Linked DNA regions of Mus musculus: region 1 is linked to region 2. Evidence: chromatin contacts called from public HiChIP or PLAC-seq data. All regions are on one chromosome and are shown on one strand. Each heading gives the region's core, a stretch centred on a gene start, on an enhancer-like site or on the middle of the called end of the contact. The rest is flanking DNA. Distances are from core to core; before and after follow the strand shown.

Region 1 (6,163 bases), core at 1,994-4,493, 250 kb after region 2:
CAAGTCCAAGGGAACTACGTGGTCTAAAGCAGAAGCTTGCATTATACCCTCTGGTAAGCAAAATTAATTTCTCAGCCCAAACCTCAGCGCTGACAACACCCAAAACATCCAAATATCTTACATCAAAAGTGGTTTTGTTTTGTTTTGTTGAAATTTGCTCCTTTAGTATAATACTCTGGGACAGGTGCTGGAGAAATGTCTCAAGGGTTGAGAACATTTAACTGTTTTTGGGAGAAGACCCTCCCGGGACCGGCATGGTGGGTAACAGCCTAGTAGTCCCAGGAGATCTGATGCACTCTTCTGATCTTTACAGAGACCAGGCACACACCCATTGCATGTACATTCACGCTGCCACCCCCCCACACCAATCTTTTTTTCAAGCACATACTATTCTTGAAGATGGCTTAAGTACTGTTCCTATGACTGCAACTCCTGATGAAGTTGCTTTGGTCAGGGTGTTATAACATGGCAACAGTAACCCTAAGACATTGGGGAAATATAGATCAGTTGATAGGACATTTAACTGTTATTTGTAAACACATAGGTTTAATCCTCAATATTTCCTCAGTATACACACAAGCGCGTGCACACACACACACACATTATAATTTGGATTTATTTATTTATTTATTTTGCAGCACAGGGCACAGTAAAGGATTGAGTAAAGGACCCCACACAAGCTGGGCAAGCATTTTATCACAACTACATCCAAAGCCCAAGGTGCATTTATTTTGAATGTGTGGAACATACTATGTGATTATTCTTTTAGGTCCTGCTAGAAAGCAAAAACCCCACAGAATTATAATAATTCCACTATTTGGAGAGTTAAGGAGATGATTGTTGAAAGGAAAGTAACTGCTTTAAAAGAGGGACGGGCTGGAAAAATGGCTCAGTGGTTGAGAGCAGGCCCAAAAGATCCTGAGTTCAATTTCTGGCCACCACATGGTGGCTTATAGCCTTCTATAATGAGATCTGGTGCCCTCTTCTGGCCTGCAGGAATAATGCAGGCAGAATGCTGTATAAGTAATAAATAAATCTTTAAAAAAAAAGAAAGGAAAGTAATTGGTCTCCACATAAAGAGATATGAAATAAAATGAGCCTGGCGGTGCATACCTGTAATCTCAGTATTCAGGAGATAGAGGCAGGAGGATATCAGGGATTAATGCCAGTCTAGGCTGCATAGGGAGTTCCTCCTTGAGCTACAAGAGACCCTGTCTCAAACAAAACAAAGCAAAACAAGACAAAACAAAACAAAATAAACAAAAAGACAGATGAGAAGAGAGCAGAAGAGAGACAGACAGAGAGAGACACACAGAGAAAGCAATAGCCACATGTGGTGGCATACTCCTGTAATCCCTGCACTTGGGAGACTAGAGTGGGAAAATCCCAACTTTGAGGCCCACATAGGTTACATGGCGAGTCCCTGTTTCAAAGGAGAGGAGAAAGTAGGATATGAAAAAATTAAGCTGGGCCTCATAGGTCAGTTTAACTCCTACTTGGGAAGCTGGGGTAGGAGGATTACAAGTTCAATGCCTGTCTCTCTACTTTAGAGTGAGTTAACGGCCCATATGAGCCACTTGGTGTGAGCTTACCTCAAAATTTAAAAAGAAAAATTTTTAAATGGTTAAATTATTAGGTATGTCAGCTCACACCTATCATCTTGGGAAACTGAAGCAGGCAGCTTGCCAGGAGATTGAGGCCAGGAGTGGCTCCATAGTAAATTCCAAGCTAGCCTCTACTACAGGATGAAATCTAGTCTCCAAGAAACAAACACAAAAATAACAAACAAGGGGCTGGAGAGATGACTCAGCAGTTAAGAACACTGACTGCTCTTCCAGAGGTCCTGAGTTCAAGTCCCAGCAACCACATGGTGGCTCACAACCATCTGTAATGGGGATCTGATGCCCTCTTCCCGTGTGTCTGAAGACAGCTACAGTGTATTTACATATAATAAATAAATAAATCTTAAAAAATAAACAAGCATACCAAATAAGCATGGTGGTTTGAGTATCTCTGTTTTATGCTCACTCAGGTTGCTTTAGGCATATGAACTGCAGTGGTCATACAGACACAGTGTGGTAAAGAATTACCAATGGATACAAAACATAGTGGATAGAAGCTTATGCAGAATAGGATAGTCATTATGCATTGGAGTTACCTTTTTTTTTTTTTTTTTGCACACATCCCTCCTTTCCACTCAAGATACTTTTTTTTTTTAATTACAAAGGGAAAGCGGTGACTTTAAAGTGTAGAAATCTGGTATGCAGTGCTTGGATTAAATGATTAAGTTCATACTATTACTGAATGGGACATGCTAAGATCCTATACCTTTTGATAGGATGCTCTAAAAAGCAGAGTTTGATTTGTACATTATTTATCTAATCATGACACTAGAGAAGCTAAGGCAAAAGAATTGCAAATTCTAGGCCAGTCTGGGCTACATAGTAAGTTCTAGCCAGTCTGGGTTACATAGGGAGACCTGGCTTACACAGAGTTTCTTTTTTTTTTTTTTTTTTTTTATTTATTATTTATTATATGTAAGTACACTGTAGCTGTCTTCAGACACACCAGAAGAGGGCATCAGATCTCATTAAGGATGGTTGTGAGCCACCATGTGGTTGCTGGGATTTGAACTCTGGACCTTTGGAAGAGCAGTCGGGTGCTCTTACCCACTGAGCCATCTCACCAGCCCTACACAGAGTTTCTTAAGAAGATACATATATAGTATTCTTGCCAGATGCACATGAACTGGAATCCTTAGGGGAAAAAGGTCAATTGATCTCCCAGCACTTGGGAGGCAAAGGCAGGACTTTTTCTGTGAGTTCCAGGCCAGCTTGGTCTACATAGAGAGTTCCTGGTCAGCCAGGACTAAATAGAGAGGCCGTGTCTCAACTCCCCCACAAAAATTCCAAAAAAAAAAACCAATAAAGGTAAAACCAATTAATGTAGGTAATAGGAGACAGAATGTGAAAAATTTGAAGGGACTGTAATTGGAAGTGAGACACTAGATCCAATCCTCTGGAGTTTTAGCACCATTTTGATGCTGGTGCCTTATGTAAGGTCGGTGTCTCAGCTCTCCTTTGTAGAGTCCGAAACCTTTGTCCAAAGAGTTAACCTCCCTGCTTAGTAAATACTACTTTATGGAAGCCATCAAGCTTGAAACTACATTTCCCAAAGACCTTCCTATTTCCTCGCAGGAACTAGGATGACAATTTCTATAGGTCAACCCCTAAATCTCGCGACATCTCACCAATTCTCATTTGGGCTCCCTGCTGAAAGCCATTTTGTTTTTCAGGACGCTTTGCAAGGGTAGCTGGGGTGAATTTGCACCAAGGCAGCAGCATAGTCGCCGCAGTTCCATCTTCGTCTCCGCGATGTTGCCCTTAGCCAAAAACGCACTAAGCCGTCTCCAAGGTGAGCAGATAATGTGGGCGAGTTCTTTACAACACCCGGGATCCGGCTGTCCTCGTGCTCTTCTGCCCTCTTCCTCCGCCCCAAATCCTGCGGGTTTTAATTCTAGGTGCATGGTCCCCTGCGTGGTCTCCAGTCACTGGGAAGGGAAGCTAGCCATAACAGAGGTAGCTGTGACAGTGGCTTTATCATCCTGTCCTTGTGTTCCTAACCTCGTTATGCATTCTCTTTCTTCAGAGACCTATGATTTCCAGGAAGAACGCTTTGGCGGACACCTTGCTCTTTTAGCGATGATCTAAATTTTAGCTCTGGGAGTGTATTTACGTAGAAGAACTGATCTCCTACAATAACGGTGGTAGGAAACTAAATCTACCGCATCTGGATTCATAGCAAGGGGTTGAAAACCTTAAGCCTGGCAGCTTTGAAGAAGTCATCTGTAGATTATTAACGGAATATTAACTATAGCGAAAACAATCATGGTCATTTTTTTTTCCTGCTTTAAAGTTAGGCAAGTACGTGGAAACTTGAGACTAGCAGTATATATGGAAAATACACTGGACTGGAAAGAAAAAAATTCATTTTTGTAATTGCTTTACCCTGAAGGTGACCTTCAGTAATGTGAATGAAGGTGACCTTACACAATACTTACTTGCTTTTCTAGCCATGGATTTAGTTTTATTTTACCTTTAGATCACATGCTGTGTTCTAAGTACTGAAGTACTTTGGGAATAATTGAAAAAAAAAAAAAAGAAAGAAGCCCAACTGATCTTTCATCTGCTACAAGCTGTGTTTATTATTTCTTTCACTTTGGACAAATGATTTAGCGTTATAAACTTGTTTTTGTAAAACAGAGGTTAGTAAGTAATACCTATGTCAAAGACCATTAACCAATCTCTGGTCACTAAACTGGGTGGTTTTGTTTGTTTGTTTGTTTTTAATTTTATTTTGGTATAGAGGGGAGATCACTTGGTAAATCAGAGTGTTGAAACAACAGTTGTTTGGTAATCTCAATTTCTTTGATCTTTAAGTGACTTAGGGACTTTTAAAAATACTGTAGGAAAAGTTTTTTTATCATTTTTTTTTTTTTTTTGAGACAGGGTTTCTTTGTGTAGCCTGGCTGTCCTGGAACTTGCTCTGGAGACCAGGCAAAAAGATGATTTTTTAGTTTATTTTGTTGTGTTTCTGTTTCTCATACTCACCCTTTTAAATGTTCTGGAGCAGAATTGATTATGGAATGTTTATGAATTTGCTTATTCCGGCTGTGGCTGTTTTCTGAGGGAGGGTCTCAGGTACACTAGGTTGGCCTGCCATTTTAATCTGTAGCCAAGGATGTCTTCAACCCCTGATCCTTGGCCTCCATTTCCCAAGTGCTGGGCTTGACAAAGTCCTTCCCACCTTTATAGACCTAATTGTGTTTGCTTCTGAAGTGTTAGCAATCAAGTCTAGGGAATGTTAGGCAAGCACTACACCAATCCCGCTACATTTATTTCCCTGGGTGTGGCTGGTTAAAGGTGAAAGTGGAACCGTAAGTAAAGCAGCTAATATAATGGTTAAGGAATTATTAGGATTATACCACATAGAGACCATTGGTGGTGGTGGTGGTGGTGGTGTTTGTTTTGGGGGTGAGAGAGGATTTGATAGAATTTGAACCCAAAGCTCTGCCACTGAATCCAGGCTCTCCCCAGCCTGAAACATTAGTGAGGGAACAGCAGTTTTGTCTTACCCTGCAGCCCAGCCTGGCATGAAAATTGAGTATAGTTTTCAACCTTACCCTCCCAAGTACTGAGAGAACAGCTATGAACCGCTGCACCTCAATTCAACATTGCTTTTTCCTCTGTGTCTGTAAGTACCTTTAAAGACCTTTAAAACAGGGACTGGCGAAGTGGCTCAGCGGTTAAGAACACCAACTACTCTTCAGAAGGTCCTGAGTTCAAATCCCAGCAACCACATGGTAGCTCACAACCATCTGTAATGAGATCTGATACGTTCTTCTGGTGTGTCTGAAGACAGCTACAGTGTACTTACATATAATAAATAAATCTTTAAGAAAAGACACACAGTAAAGACCTTTAAAATAATGAGGTGGTGGTGTCTAGATTTGAAGAGAAAAACTATTGACTTTTTGGTATTTACCACTTTTTTCGAGTTTTATTCCTTAATAAGCTACCTTTATAACCTTGTTCTTCATCCAAACTTGATTGGCTCTCTGGTACAGTAGATCTATCTATCTCTGTCGATATTCCATTTTTCTTTTTCTAATTAATTAATTTTTATTAGATATTTTCTTTATACACATTTCAAATGCTATCCTGAAAGTTCCCTATACCCTCCCTCTGCCCTGCACCCCTACCCACCTACAAATCCTACTTGCCTAAATGCTGAGTTAATTCTACTTTCTTGTACAACAGAGATCATGTCTTCACATATAATACTCCCTTCTAGGCTAGAAATTACCTGATGATAAAATCTCTATCATAACATTTTTTCTACTCTGTTTTTTGAGACAAGGTGTCATGCACCGTAGGCTGACTCCTGATCCTCCTGCTTTTACCTTCCACGTGCTTGCCTGCTTATATACTCTTATTATATAATCAAAAACCTCATTCTTTACCAATTATTTTAAAATCCTGCTTACCATAGCTTGGGGGCATAATTTTAAGGTGATAAACATTTGATTTTTATTTTTGCTGTGAAAATTTTCAGTAATGCAGAAAAAAATGAGAATTGGTATGAAGAACATTTACCATCATGT
Region 2 (5,763 bases), core at 1,798-4,297:
TTCTCCTGTTGGGTTGATGTGTCCAACTTCGATATGATAGTTCTTGCTTCATCTAATATTTTATTTTGTCATGTTTTGTTGTTATCTCAGAAGCCTGTTCTTTTCTAATGAGAGACAGAAAGAGAACAGATGTGGAGGAGAGGGGAGGAGAAGCTGGGAGGACGAGAAGGGGAAACACCAATCAGAATATACTGTATGAGGGGAAAATCTGTGTTTAATAAGATAAATGTAAAAATAAAAAGAAGTGGGTGAAATTTATTTCATCATAGACATCTATACCTTTTATAGTGCCTGCTTCTCAAAATGGTTTCATCTACATTTTTAAATTTGACTCTAATTAAAAGAATTAGTCCAATTTATCAATTAGACCAAGAATTGTTCCTTTTTTTTTTTTTTTTTTGGCTACCATTTTCTCCTTCTGATCCTGCAAAAAAGATCCTTCCCATCTTTGCCTCAGGGTACATTCATTATAAAAGTCACCTTAGTCACCTTAGGCCAGAATGGATTCAGGACCCCTACCTAGTGTCACAATTTGTTTTGTTGTTGGGACAGGGCCTCATGTAGTCCAGTCTAATCTTGAACTCCTGATCCTCCTGCCTCCACCTTCAAAGTGTTGAGACTATAAGTACAAGGAACTGCGTTCAGTTCGGACAATTTCTTATTTGCTTGTTCAATCTCTCACTTGCTGTGCAACTCAGGTTGGGATCACACTCCCAATCCTCCAAGTGCTAGAATTACAGCTGAGTGCCAGCACAACAGGCTTGCTCTTGAGATATTTTTAAAGTAAGTCCAAGACAGTATGTAGGTCCATTAATGCATATTCTAATAAGGACTCCACCCTTTTAAAGATATTTTTAATTTTTAAAAATTATGTAGGGTGTGTGTGTGTGTTCCTGTGGACACCAGAAGATGGCATCAGACCCCCTGGTTCAGGAATTGCAAGCACATGTGAGCTAATGTGGGTGGTAGGAACAGAACTTGGGTCCTCTAAAAGAGAACTACTTGATTTTCAACGCTGAGCTCTCCATTCTCTAGATTCCACCTTTTTTCTTTTATTTATTTTTATTTATGCTCATTGGTGTTCCGCCTGCTCGTATGTGGATGTGAGGGTGTCAGATCCCCTGGAACTGGAGTTACAGACAGTTGTGAGCTGCCATGTGGTGCTGGGAATTGAGCCTGGGTCCATTTGGAAGAGCAGCCAGTGCTCTTAAACACCGAGCCATCTCTCCAGCCTCTAGATTCCACCTTTTGCTTGTGTGTGGGGGTCCATTAAAACTGTATGATAACTTGCATGTGTGTTCACTGTTGCTGAAAGCATCTTTCCTTTGAGTGTCTATATGTGCCAGGCATTGCGCTTGGCCCAGGAGAGTCCCTCTGAGCTAAAGAAGCACAGCAGAAACAAGCCACAGTGCTGTTCCAAACTAAGAATTGCTATGGGTCCAGGATGTGAGCACAGGGTGCACGTGGAGCCTTAGAGTAGGGCCTCAAATTGCACTGAGTTGTGGGGAGGCTTGTTTACTCATTTTATGGTAACCCTGAATTTGAACTTGTGGCTCGGTGGGGTCTCCAGCAGGAGGCGCAGTAAAGGCGCCGAAGGGTAGGATTGGGGGTTCAGTCACTACCAGAACCTGGGAAGGCGGCCAGCGCCTGCTGCGTGTGAAAACTGCAAGCAACAACGCCATTTAATAAGGAAGAAGGAGGCGAGCGCCAGAGGCCCAGAGGGACCGTGGGGTTCAGGTGCGGGGCAGAGATGCAGGGGCTTGCGGCAGGCAGGCACCTGCTCGCCAGGTCCTCTCCACCCAGCCTCTCTTTCTGGCAGCCGCCAGTTCCCACCCCTGACGGCCGCTCTTCCTGATAGAGTTTCTTGGAACAGGGCACAGGACAGAGCGAGGAAACACCTGTTTCCAACAAGAAAAGAGGTGTATAGGGGGAGAGCCCCCACCAGGCTTCCAATGGCCTCTCACAGAGCTTGCTCTCCTGAGCCTTGTAAAAGCGCGCCCAGAAATCCATGGAGATCATTTTTCAAAAAGATCGCTTTCTATGTCTTAGCCTCCACCCCTCTATGTCTAAGCCACAACGTCCTTTTTAAAAAGTCTTCTTTCCCTCTGGGATTTCCCGCTCCTCCCAGACCCTTTAAGCGCCCCCACCCTTTGGTGCCTGCAGGGACCTCCACCACCTCTCAAGACCTTACAGCTGCAACTGCGTTTGGCTTCCAGAACGTTTTCGCTTCCTCAGACCCCTGTGGACCTACAGGTGGGGAGTGGGACTAAAGGGCAGCAGAACAAAGGAGCTGGAGCGCCCCTGTCCCGGGCCAGATACCCCTTCCGCAGCCTCTTTTGGGCCAGAGAAGAGGAGCTCAACAGCGCGAGGACTCCCTCCCCCCAGCCCCGGTCTCCGGCACTTCCCAGAGGGGAGCAGCGGGAGGATGCGTGGGAGGCGGGGGTGGCCCTTGCAGCAGACCGACAGACAGACCCCGGAGGAACTAGCCTGCGTGGCCGTGGTCGCCAATGGCCTCCACGTACTGGGCTCCGTTATTTCATCAGCAGTTTAAGAAAACCTGCCAAAAGCAGTTATGCCTCACTGCAATGTGTAGCTTTTTCCTGCCATTTTTTTCATAATAAAAGAGGGAGTGAAGCTCGCTCGCTCGCTCCCCGCCTCCACCCCCCTCTCCCAAAAAGAGCCAAATGGATACGAGAAGGGGGGAAAAAAGGAAAGAACCCACACACCAATCTCTGAGGGGATGCCAGTGAGGTGTGGCTTGTATTTAAATATCCAATATGTCAATGGAAGGGGAGTGGGTACGTATATAAAGTGCCATTTGCATCTGATAGCTCCAGGAAGCCAGCTATGAGAGGCCAGGAGAGATGGATGCGGAGGGGAAGCCGAACTTTAACTGAGAGCAAGGTCAGGAGCGCGCTGCCCCACGCTCCCCGCCGCTGAGAAGTTCTTTGGACGCGAACAGACGTGTGCTGCAGCTGGGCAGAGCGCGGAGCCGAGCAGCGAGCGAGCGAGCAAGCGAGCGCCGCCGACCCGCCCGCCCGCGCCCGCCGCCAAGACAGGCAGTTCGCGCCCCGGGGCCCCGGCTCGGCCCGCGCCGCCGCCGGCCCCGCCATGGCGGAGGTCGGGGGCGTCTTTGCCTCCTTGGACTGGGACCTGCACGGCTTCTCCTCCTCTCTGGGGAACGTGCCCTTAGCTGACTCCCCGGGTTTCCTGAACGAGCGCCTGGGCCAGATCGAGGGGAAGCTGCAGCGCGGCTCGCCCACAGACTTCGCCCACCTGAAGGGGATCCTGCGGCGCCGCCAGCTCTACTGCCGCACCGGCTTCCACCTTGAGATCTTCCCCAACGGCACGGTGCACGGCACCCGCCACGACCACAGCCGCTTCGGTGAGGACCCGGCCGTGGAGGGGTGGTGGGGGAGAGGGAGCGGACGGACCGCGGACTAGGGAGCCGTCGACGCGGGGCTGTCCCGCAGGGGTCCCCCCGAACCTTCTAGCACCGGACGCCGTCCGGACCCGTCGGGGTGGGATGCGGTGGCAGGGCCCTAAGCCTGGCGGGGACTCGGTGGCCCCCCGCGCCCCGCGACGCTCCCCGGAGGGGGCGGAGGCGCCTCGCGGTGCGGCCTCTTCCAGCCGCTCCACCCTCCCTCCTCCCGGAGCAAGGGGTTCCCCGTGAGAGCCCATCGTCGGGTCTCCGAGGGAAGCAGGTGGAGTCTGGAGAGGAGCCGAAGTCCTCGACTAGGAGGCAGGGGACCGCGGCCAGAGGAGTCTTAAGGGTGGCAGACCCGTCGCGACTGATCGCCCAGAGCAGGAGCCTCCACGGGCCAGCGGCCCTTACCCAAATCACTTTTATCTGACGGGGATCCGGCCGTCATGGCACTGGTCATCCTCAGGGGTGGCTCTGCCCAGGGTAGAAGCCAATCCAGGCAGCACAGCATGAGCCTGGGAGCCTGGGAGCTGAGAATCTAGAAAAACCTTGGGGTGCCCACTGCCTATGAACAAGTCTTGGGTATCTTTTGCCCAGAACTTACTCCTCGCCCACGTGAGGGAACTGCCCCGAACCCACTGCCAGCCCCAGAAACAGGAAATGTCTAATCTCCAGGCAAGATTGCCTCTGCCAGCCTGCGACTGTACAGATTGTTCAGAGCACCCAGCTGCCTGCATCGCCATACAGAACTAATTACACGATTAATATAAACCTTGATCTGGGACGGCAATCTTTAGGCTTCTAAGCAACTGTGTTCCCTCTTCTGTAATTTGCCGGGTTTTTTATTTTCAATTTCCTATTCATTATTAAGCCATCAAACAGGTGTGGTGACAGCTAGCCTTTCTCCTCCGCCGCAGTGTCCTCGGCTTCCTCCCTAGGTCCTTGTAATGCAAGAAGCGCACTTTCTGCCCCCAAGCCAGTCCGAAGCTCTGCTACCCTCAAGCAGGACACGGTTCATTTTTTTCCTATCCTTCCCATCTTCGCATTCTATCCATGGTTTTCTAGAGCTGCGTCTGGAGTCCTCAGAAGAAAGAAAGAAAGAAAGAAAGAAAGAAAGAAAGAAAGAAAGAAAGAAAGAAAGAAAGAAAGGAAGGAAGGAAGGAAGGAAGGAAGGAAGGAAGGAAGGAAGGAAGGAAGGAAAAAGAAAAAAGAAAAGAATGAAAGAAAATGGGGGCAGAGGAGGGGGCAGCCGAGGGGCAGCTTAAGGCCAAGCCTAGCAGACAACTAAGACCAGGGTTGGCCTTCCTTGCTGGGAGCAGGCAGGAACCGTAATGAGGTCTATGTCATCTTGGAAAAATGCACTCAAACAGAGCTGGAGTACAGTAGGTTGGGAGGGGTAATGGAGGGTTGCAGGTGTCTGTATAAACTTGCAGCAGGTCCTCAAAAGGGTGACGAGGCGGGTGGGAGGAGAGGGGGTGTTAACTTGGCTTCTTTCCCTCCCATCACTTGCGATTTTGCAGTCCCCTTTTGTTCTTCTTCGTAAGGACTGGGACTCCCACCCTCAACTCAGAGGCTCCCAGAAATGGCCTAAAGCTATTATGCTATAATGTATAAAAGACCCGTGTGTGTGTGTGTGTGTGTGTGTGTGTGTGTGTGTGTGTGTGTGTGTGTGTGCATTTATATGGATGTGTATAAAAGCAAAGTCACTAAATGATAGTGAAATGTGGGCTGGGGGGCGGTGAAATTGGTAAAACTGTGAACTGCCCCCCAGCTGCTATGTTTGTCTGCCTCTGTGCCTGAGCTGAGCCCAATAATCTACAAGGTCAACATAAGTCAGTAATAGGCTCTTGGGATAAGTGGTCTTTAATTGCCTCCCTAAAGACACATCTTGATTTCTTTTCATCTCCCAGACCTGCTCAGGGTGTTAAGTTTAAGGAGAAACCAAAGGAAGTAAGGCTGACGGAGGACGTTTGCACTGCTGCTTAACCGGGCTTGCTTCAGTTTGGGTTTGGCCTTTTAGAAAACACAAGCTGCCTGAGACCCCCTCCACATCCCCTTTTCCCTTTCCTCCTTCCCTGATTTCTTGGCAGCTCTGTGCATTTCCTGTAAAGGAAATGATAACCGGTCAAAACTGTCTCTTCATAACCTCCCCTGCCAACTTGCAAACACACTCTTGCTCAGTTTAGCTTTTGGCACAGGACGAGGTGGGGTTTGAGTTTGCTCACACTCTCCTCCCTCCACATTTGAGTTAATCAGCCAGAGTATTCAATAAATCGAAACTTTAACATTCCATAAGTGCTTTAGCAGTCAACATTCCAGCAGGGTAAAGTAGGCCAGAC

The links. HiChIP or PLAC-seq counts read pairs in DNA pulled down with a chosen protein or histone mark.
Region 1: a contact with region 2 is called in an H3K27ac HiChIP or PLAC-seq map of embryonic stem cells, with 3 times the contacts expected there. The contact joins the promoter of Cox7b here to the promoter of Fgf16 in region 2. A contact is called at or near these places in 3 of 39 promoter capture datasets (embryonic stem cells, hippocampal neurons and neural stem cells), 8 of 484 Hi-C or Micro-C datasets (the HL-1 cell line, cardiomyocytes, embryonic stem cells and 2 more), 8 of 115 datasets of contacts at active chromatin or transcription factors (all in embryonic stem cells) and 2 of 9 other capture datasets (adipose tissue and liver).

Annotation. Positions count from the first base shown.
Region 1 is chrX:106,012,457-106,018,619 of GRCm38.p6, forward strand. It overlaps Cox7b (cytochrome c oxidase subunit 7B), which reads left to right and starts at 3,244. Exons shown (of 3, transcript NM_025379.2): 1 at 3,244-3,414. The coding sequence starts at 3,375.
Region 2 is chrX:105,761,430-105,767,192 of GRCm38.p6, forward strand. It overlaps Fgf16 (fibroblast growth factor 16), which reads left to right and starts at 3,048. Exons shown (of 3, transcript NM_030614.2): 1 at 3,048-3,385. The coding sequence starts at 3,112.